Linked DNA regions of Rattus norvegicus: region 1 is linked to region 2. Evidence: chromatin contacts called from public Hi-C data. All regions are on one chromosome and are shown on one strand. The core of a region is the stretch at or near the end of the contact, and the rest is flanking DNA. Distances in the headings are between cores, read along the strand shown.

What was found. A called contact is a pair of places that touch in the nucleus more often than the background predicts.
Region 1: a Hi-C map of kidney shows a contact between it and region 2, with 4 times the contacts expected there. The contact joins the promoter of Vps53 here to the promoter of Doc2b in region 2. A contact is called at or near these places in 10 of 12 Hi-C or Micro-C datasets (the Rat2 cell line, Schwann cells, frontal cortex and 5 more).

Annotation. Positions count from the first base shown.
Region 1 is chr10:61,535,425-61,539,878 of GRCr8, reverse strand. Vps53 (VPS53 subunit of GARP complex) reads left to right here and starts at 2,967. Exons shown (of 22, transcript NM_001105813.1): 1 at 2,967-3,184. The coding sequence starts at 3,098. LOC103693391 (a long non-coding RNA gene) reads right to left here and starts at 2,845. Exons shown (of 2, transcript XR_594815.4): 1 at 2,608-2,845; 2 at 355-1,225.
Region 2 is chr10:61,148,428-61,153,371 of GRCr8, reverse strand. Doc2b (double C2 domain beta) reads left to right here and starts at 1,839. Exons shown (of 9, transcript NM_031142.1): 1 at 1,839-2,366. The coding sequence starts at 1,994. LOC134480823 (a long non-coding RNA gene) reads right to left here and starts at 1,906. Exons shown (of 3, transcript XR_010055678.1): 1 at 1,769-1,906.

The DNA.
Region 1 (4,454 bases), core at 1,718-4,217, 390 kb before region 2:
GAAGCCATAGGATCTGGGCTGTTTTGTTTGTCTGAACCAGCTCTCCACTCCCTCGTCTGTTAAGTTGGGATAATGGTAATTACAAACTCCAGAACTACTTTGTGGATTAAGAGTCAAGGCTGTAGTATGCCTGGTATGTGCATGACATATAGTAAGCATTAGGAAACATCCGCTATTATGGCCATTAAAAGGAAACTCTCTGAGTATCTGAAACTCTTAGACATTGTCAGTAGGAATGTGAAAATAATACCCTCCTTATAATTGTAAACACAGACAGACCTTACCACTTAGCAGTCTTACTTCTAGGCATACACTTCAGCAAACAAAAAACTTACACAAAACTGTAGACAGGAATGTTTATAGCAGCTTTATTCACAACTTCTCAGAATTTAAAACAATGTTTCCAAATCACCTAAGTAGATAAACAAATCAAAGGAGCAAGAAACAAAACTGATGACACAAATAATAATGTGGATGGATCACAGATCCATTACGCTAAGTGAGAGAAGACAGAGTCGAAAGGTGACATGCTATAGGTCTCCATTCATGTAGAACTTATATGACATTCCGGAAAAGTCAGACCAGAGATTTCCAGACAATAGAGTGGGTGTGAAGAAAAGTAGGGGATGATGGAAATATCTCAATTGGACTGTGGTGTGCTGAGATGACAACATGCATTTAATAAAGCTCACAGCACTGGAAACTGAAAAGAGCTAATTTCATGGTATGCAAATTATATCTAATTTAAAAGAGAAAAATAAGACACTAGGTAAAACTGCATGTGTCTTTAGGAATGGTACATGCGCTTTCCTTCCCCTCTCTCTCTTCTCACTCTACCCCCCTTTCGTCTTTCTGTCTTATTTTTATTTTCTTAATTCTATGTGTATAGGTGTTTCGCCTGTATATAAATGTATACACCATGTGCATGCCTGATGTCCAAGGAAGCCATAAAAGGGTGCTGGATCCCTTGGAACTGGAGTTACAGACCGATGTAAGCTACCATGTGGGTGCTGGGAATTGAATCCAGGTCCTCTGGGAGAGCAGCCAGTGCTCTTAACCGCTAAGCCATCTCTCCATCCCCTTTATTTTTAAATTATGTATATGTGCATCATGTGCGTGGGTGTTCCTGGAGGCTGAGGGGATGTTGGACGCCGTGGAGCTGGAGTTCCATGGTTGCCGGCTGCTCAGTGAAAGTGCTGGTAACTAAACTTAGGTTCTGGATCCTCTGGAAGAGCAACAAGCAGTATTAATGGCTCAGTCATCTTGCCAGCCTTTGTTTTTGATTTTTTCTTTCTTTCTTTTTTTTTTTCCAGAGCTGGGGACCGAACCCAGGGCCTTGCGCTTGCTAGGCAAGCGCTCTACCACTGAGCTAAATCCCCAACCCTGTTTTTGATTTTTAAGAATCTCATTACATAGTCCAGCTGGCCTCAAACTCTCCACCTTTCTGCTTCAGTTCCCAGAGTCCTGGTATTTATAGGCATGTGCTACCACAGTCAGACGGCACCTATAGTTTCTGATAATAAAACTACCGTATGTTCATTATAGACATGTGGGAAAATAAAGAAAAAATATTTCCTTGTCATTTGCTTTTGGTTGAGAAAGTAAATTCCATATCCACCTACCCTCCATCTTCCAAGGGTTGGGATTAAATATAGACTTATACCATCACACCCAGCCAAATTTGCTCTCAAAAAATAAATATTCTGCTTTCTGAAATACACTGTGTATACATTCCCATGTTATTAAATAATTTTCAAAACAATGTTATGAGTCAATGTGTGTGTGTGTGTGTGTGTGTGTGTGTGAGTGTGTGTGCCGAATGTGTGGAGGTCAGAGGGCAACTTGTGGAAGTTAGGACTCTCTTTCCAACAAGTGGGTTCCAAGGATGAATTCAAGCATCAGGCTTTTCAAGCAAATGCTCTACTGGCTGAGCCATCTTGATGTCTCCTCTGCACTTCTGCAATTATATTTTTTAAGCAGTTTCTTTGGTTGCTAAAAATTATACTACTTACACATTTTTTTGGCAAACCAAAACAAAATTCCATTCCTAATACTGCAATTTTTTTTAATGAAAAGAGCAAATTATATTATTCCTGCAGAAATTTCGATAAAACTATATGTCAGAAAAAAAAAAAAAGTTCAGCAGGGCCAGATACTCCTTGGTCGAGGGTTTCACAATGTCAAACTGGTAAGGCAACCCTTCCCTTGGCTGCAATTCCCTCATTGTTCCAGTACCTGCTGGAAAAGCCGTTCCACAGGGCGATCTGGCTCCTCTTTTTGTGATGTAGGAGGCTAAACACCCTAACATTTCCTGTACTACCTGCCTAAGTTTGCATAATACTTCCATATTTAATGCTCACCCCATCTAACGTAGTGTACGCAGGGCAGATGGGAGTACTTTGTTCAAGGTCGTAAGGTTATCAAGGGTGTAAACAAGGATGTACAGCTTGGACGTCCAGTCTCAAAAATCAAACACTTTCCTGCGTTGAGTCATTTTCCCCCCTACTCCCCACCCTAGTGAGGAGGCTTCAGACAATTTTGCGCAGGGGATCCTTATCTAAGACACTCCCCCAAACTTCATATGCCCTTGGCAACACCGCCACTTACCAGCGAGTCATTTCACCCGCTATGGTAGGGGGTCACAGACTGTTCCAGACCAAGGGGATCCAGCGAGTGGGTTGTATGTTGGCTTCGTTGCCAGAGGGGCTTACTGCCCATCCATTGAGACACTGACGGGGCCAACCGCTCTCTGGGGCGCCCCCGCTCTCCAGCGACACTACGGCGCCGGTGGGAGACGCGCCCTGGGCGAGGTGGGGAGGGTTCCCAATCTTAAGAACCCGCCGCGTGCGGCCAGGGAACCTGTGGTTAAGGGTTATCTGGAGATTTTCCAGGGATTTGACTGCCATGGCTGAAGTCAGTCCTCCGCTATCCCAGAGTCCCCCGGTTCCCGGAAGTGCCCGACTCTCCGGAAGTGCCGGGCTAGACGAGCGAGTAGCGGCTTTCTCGAGCCCTGTACCTGGAGGATTGCAATTCTGGGGTCCTGGTGATAGACAGATCACGACAGGGTTGGAGAGGGCGTCGGGGGCTGAGCGGCGGGATGATGGAGGAGGAGGAACTGGAGTTTGTGGAGGAGCTGGAGGCTGTGCTGCAGCTCACGCCAGAGGTGCAACTAGCCATCGAGCAGGTGAGCGCTCCACCCCCTCAGGAGGGTGCTACGGTGGAATGGGCGGCTCTGGGCCGGGGTCGAATCCACCCTTCTAGGCTGGAAAGGTGGTGGCTCGAATTTAGAGCGGAAGTCTGGATGGTAGTGAAGGTGGGAATGGGTTTCTCAGCCCGGGGACAAAACACGTCTTCTCCAGGCTCTTTAGAGGTTGTCACGCCCTGCTAGGTTTGGGCCTAGATGTACTCTTTGACAGGATGAACCTAGGAGCCCTGTGACTGGAGAATTCGGATTATGGGAGATTTTTAAGACCTCATTCATTTTCTAGCTAGTACTGCTTCTCCCATTTCTCAGGTTAAGCTCTTGGAGTGCTTTGGAATTGGCAGCGGGATACTTTCATTGCGGAAACAAATGACCGAATAGGGGTGTGGGGAGGCATACTGGAAAATGGCTCTTGTGCTGGTGTATGGGTGTGTGTACTTGACACAAGCTGGAGTCATCTGGGAAGAGAAAGCTTCAGTCGAGAATTGCCTCCATCGGATTGGCTCACAGGCAAGTCTGTGGGGGCATTTTCTTGGTTGATGCTGTAGAATGGCCCAGCCTACTATGGGAGGTACCACCCCTGGGCAGCAGGTTCTGAGTTGTATAGAAAAGCAAGCTGAGCAAGCCATGGAAAGTAAGCCAGTAAGTAACATTCCTTGGTGGTTTCTGCTCTATTTCCTGTCCTGGTTTCACCTGATAATATACTGTAACCTGTAATCCAAAGAAATTATTTACTTCCCAAGTTTTTGGTCATGCTGTGTTATCACAGAAATGTAAAGCAAACTAAGACAGTTCTTTACCATAATTAAAAGGTTGAGGGCTAGTGAGATGGTCAGTGGGTAAAGGCACTGTGCCACCAAGGCTGCTGACCTGAGTCTCTTTCCCAAGACCCTCAAATAGAGGGAGAAAACTACTCTTGACCATAACACACACACACACACACACACACACACACACACACACATCTCCCTACCCCCTGGTCTACAAAGTGAGTTCCAGGATAGCAAGGGATACACAGAGAAACAAATAAAAAAGTATTAATGGTCCATATATGCTAATTATTATTATTTTTTTCTTTTTTTCGGAGCTGGGGACCGAACCCAGGGCCTTGCGCTTGCTAGGCAAGCGCTCTACCACTGAGCTAAATCCCCAACCCCGCTAATTATTATTAGTAGAATTAATATTTTACTTGGGCAATAGTCACTAAGTGAGGTACACTCTTCCTTTCCATTAGTATTGGAGGATTGAACTA
Region 2 (4,944 bases), core at 590-3,089:
GTGTGTGTGTGTGTGTGTGTGTGTGTGTGTGTGTGAGAGAGAGAGAGAGAGAGAGAGAGAGAGAGACCTCGTTCAATTCACAGTCCCACAAAGAAAACAGGAAAACCAAAAAGAGGAAAAAGAAACCACATAATTCTCCATTTTTTTTTAAACCAGTGAATCTAGTCTCTTACAGGAAGAAAGAAAACAAATCCAGTTTTGTGAAGTCCCTCATGCCTGTCATCTTGTCATTGTCAAGGCTAATGTAGGGCCTCACCACACTGCTGGGAAATCAGAATTAGTCCCATTTCACAGATGAGAAGACTGAGACTCAGGGGCTCAAATGACCCCACCTGAATGATGCAACTAAGAGCGATAGGGAAGGCCCTCTCCTCTCCTAGCTCCAGTACTCACCTTGCATATAGCTAGTGGTTGACACTCTCATATTAGACTCAATAGAGCAATGGTTCTCAAGCTTCCTAACGCTGCAACCCTTCAGTACAGTTCCTGGTGTTATGGTGACCCCCAACCGTAAAATTATTTTCATTGCTACTTCATAAGTGTAAGTTTCCTACCGTTATAAATCGTCATATATAAAAATATCTGTGTTTTCCCATGATTGAAAGTGACCCCTGTGAAAGGGTCCGCCAAGGGGTCACAACCCACGTGTTGAGAACCTTGACAATAGAGGGACACAGCTAAAACTGATAAGCCTCTCCCACACAGACTCAGTGAAAACCGGAGTAAACAGGATTCCATCCACACCAGGCCAGGGCTTATGGAGCCGCACCTGCACAAGCAGCAGCCTGTTCCCAGCACAGCTGTTCCCAGAGAGGCAGCAGGGATTTGCTTAGTTGCCTGGCCACCACAGGAGGCACAAGTGTGGGCCAGGCAGCACCTAGCCTTTACACCCAAACTCAACCATCACCCCAGGAGATCTCTTCCCTGGCCTGCTTCCCTCTGTCCATCCTGACCATGCCCTGGTCCAAGTCCTCACCCAGTCTGTCCTTTTGGGTCTTTCAAGTCACTCAGGGACTGAGTGAGGAGCCTGGCCTAGGTCCTGTTTGCATGTGACCTGACAGAAAGTGAGCAAACTGTCCCAGCAGTGTCCTGGGACAGCCCAGGGTACACTTGTCCTGCTAGGATGTAAACAGCCTGTACCTGACTTCCTGAGGAGGTAATCCTGTGGCTTGCCCACCTGCATCTACAAAGGAGGGGGTTTTTGAGGAGTTCATATCCTCATTCCCCAGATGACTTCTACGGCTATGGGTTCTGTTGGGCCCAGCACGGAAGACTGTGCCCTGGGCATTCTTGAGAACCTGTGTTTCTTGTGTGTATGCACATCCTGGGGAGGCTCACCGTGCCACAGAATCTGTCACCACTGCATGTGTCTGTAGCCTGTAGCCCGGAATGGGTGATCTTTTTCACTGAGTGTCTCGTGTGTGTGTGTGTGTGTGTGTGTGTGTGTGTGTGTGTGTGTGTGTGTGTGTGTGTGTGTGTGTGTGTGTGTGTGTTTGCAATGCCCCACACACCTGCGCCTGTCCCGCGAGAGTGAATGCAGCCCCCTCATGGGCTGGCACATGCGGAATGAGTAGCTCGCTGGGGCCAAGTCTGCGACCCTAAGTCAGGGAAGGCTCGGAGTGGCCCTGCGCGCCTCCCGTGTGTGTGAGCGCGCCCTGTGAGCGCGAGGAAGTGGTTGCTCTCCTGGCTCGCTCGCTCGCTCCCTCACTCTCTCCGTGCCCGCCAGCCCGCCCGCCCGCCCGCCCGCGCGCGCAGCCCGCACACTCACCGCTTGGTTGCTGCCGGGTGACGCGGGCTGGGCCCGCCCCCTGCTGCCGGCCCCGCACTCACTTGCACCGGCCGCCGCCGAGCAGGCAGCAGCCGCGTCAGGGCCGTCCGGGGGCCACACCGGCGATGCCCGCAGCCCCCGCAGCGCCCCGCGGGACCCGCTGACTTACCCCCGGGCCGGGGTCATACCGGGCCGGGCCGGGCCGCGAGCGGCGGCGCTGCCTGCATGACCCTCCGGAGGCGCGGGGAGAAGGCGACCATCAGCATCCAAGAGCATATGGCCATCGACGTGTGTCCCGGGCCCATCCGGCCTATCAAGCAGATCTCCGATTACTTCCCCCGCTTCCCGCGGGGCCTCCCCCCCACCGCCGCGCCCCGCGCCTCCGCGCCCCCGGACGCCCCCGCGCGCTCGCCCGCAGCCACCGCCGGCCCCCGCAGCCCCTCCGACGGCGCCCGCGACGACGACGAAGATGTGGACCAGCTCTTCGGAGCCTACGGTGCCAGCCCAGGCCCCAGCCCCGGACCCAGCCCCGTGAGGCCGCCGGCCAAGCCCCCCGAGGACGAACCGGACGCCGACGGCTACGAGTCAGACGACTGCAGTAAGTTTCCCAGTCGCCGGCCGCGCGCCCCCTCCCAGCACCCGGGTCCCTGCAGGGCAAGCGCCGCCGCCGCCCAGTACACCTGCACACAAGAGCTGGGAAGTTTGGGGGCGTCCTCTGGGGGCGCCCCGTCTCCAGGCCTCCGCTCCCCGGGGCGCGCCCCGCACTCCTTCTCGGCCCGCGCGCCGGGAGCTCCAGCGCGGGCGGCGGCTTTTGTTCCCGGGAAGGGCGGAGCTGCGCCCCGGAGAGACACCAGTTGCTGCGGGCCGCGCGGTCCCTCCCGGCCCCAGAGCCCTGTGCGGGCAGTCCCGAGGTGGCCACCTGGAGAGCTGGGGACCCTGCGGTAACTGGGGCGGGCCCCGCAGCCCATACCGCGCCGCGGCTCTGCTGGTGCGCGGGGCCGAGGACCAGGACCATGGGGCTGCTTGTCCTTTGGAAAAACCTTGGCGGTTCCTCTTCCCGCATCCGCGGACCCCGCTGGCCCTGGCCGTGGACCTTCGCCCACCTGTTACGCCGGCTTCCCTAATCAGGAATGTCCCTAGCCACCCCCTCCTCACGGACTCAGCCCCAGGGAGACAACAGACAACAGGGTCTCCTGAGCCAGGCCAGGACCTCTTCTGGTGTCTTGTGTGGTCCCTAAGGGTGCCTGATCCGGCCCACCAGGGACCATCCAGAAAGCAAAGGAGGAAAGAAGTCACATCACCCGTCCCATGAATTTGCTAGGGGCTGGGGTTGGGGGTGACTACATGGAAGGGCCCCAGCCCAGCTGTCATCCTGGTTCACTTAGAAAAAAACAGAGCCAGCCTCAAAACCTAGTCATGGGTGCCATGGGACCGTGGGATTGGGGGATAGCATACCAGCTTCCCCAAGGCAAAAGCAGCCCCTCCTCCGTACAACATTTGTAGTTATGCCTTGTCTGGGCGTTCCCCAGGGCCTCTGGGCTAGGGGCTGACTGTTCCCCAGCATAACATGTGCCTTGGATGCTGAGGCTGGGAGTTCACAGTGTCACCCTGGGAACAGACTCCACGTTTCACTTCAGGGAGCCCATCGACAGAGGTGGATCAAGTCTGGGCAGGGAACACTGCCTTTTGTGTGTTTTCTAGGCCTGGACCCTCTAACTCAGGGCACATGGAGGCCCTACCCACAAGCATAAAGGCTGAGGCGCAGGCCCCGCCCTCTGCTCTCCTGCAGGCTGAGGGAAACTAGAGGGGCTGCATTTATTAAAGTCTGCAAAGCTGCGCCCTGGATTTACTCTTTGCCCAGTTCCTGGCACTCTCAGCAAGGATCCAGGCTGGCGGCCCTCTAGGAGGCCCTAAGTAGGACCACAGTTAGCCCCCTTAGTGGGGTCCAGAGCCATCCTGGGAAGAAAGGATAGGAAGCCATTCCCATTTGCAGCATTCTGTCTGAGCAGGTGGACAAAGATTGTGCCTGAGGCACGGGCCACCCTCAGGTGCCATAGCAGCTCAGGGGATGACATAAGGCCAAGAGGGAAGAAACCTAGTCATTTTGGCTATCCTGAAACCCATCAGAAGGAATAAAGCAGGCCGGAAGCCCCACCTCCGGTCTGTCGACTCTGGCGTTTTTTCAGAACTCTGTCAGCAGCTGGGAGTGGAGCAAAGGGAACCGTGCTGAGTCCCTGGGCTCAGGCCACAGGTGTCCTAGCTGGAGACAGGCTCACATGAGTAGGGCCTAGATACAACGTTCTCAACTGAAACTGGGGGCTGGCCACACCCAGGTGGCTGTGATACACTGACCAAGTGTGGAGAAGAGGTCTGGAGCTTGCAGAGCTGAGGAAGTGGGGATGAAGCTGAGCATCTTATTAGGGCAGAGAGCACAAGGGCTGTGGCTCTCACAGGTGAGGAGAGCCCGAGCAGGACCACTCTGTACCCAAGGCTGTGCACCCTGTGAGCTCTGACAACCAGACCTCTTAGAATAAGCCTAAGTGATTCAAGCCAGATGGTTCATTATGGCTTTAGCCAGGGTTATGCTATTTGCTGCTCCAATTATTGGATTATCTGTTCGGATGAAAAGAAATGAGGGCGGCTGCTCTGTTGTCCAGGCAGAGGCGCGAAAACAGCCTGTTTGCTTAGCCTGGTTCTCCTCTTTAAAGCCCCTCCCTTGCTGGTCACCTCAAAGTATGCAAGTATGGGCACACGAACACACACACACACACACACACACACACACACACACACACCTCATTCCCTGCTGAGCTTAGGAGGTCAGTGAAAAAGACACAGCATCACGCTAGACCCCAGCACCCAGGTATCACAAGCTACCTGCCCCCCCCCATGTGCAGAGGGAACTCGGACCCCAAAGCTGCAATGACTGAGAGGCTTTGGACTACAAGTACCATGAAATCAGTTCAAAGTAGCTCACACCGGCAGATCAGCAAAGGTCCTGCTGCAGACACCATGGTAAACTGGAGCAGCCCTCCAGCATCCCTGGCGATGAGGCTTCTGTCAGTCCTTCCTCTCAGCCAGCTCTTTCCCTCTTGGGCTGAAAACCAGGGCAGGTTCTCTATTCCCAAGGGCATATGGATGAGGAACACCAGATATAAAACAGAGTCACAGTTTTG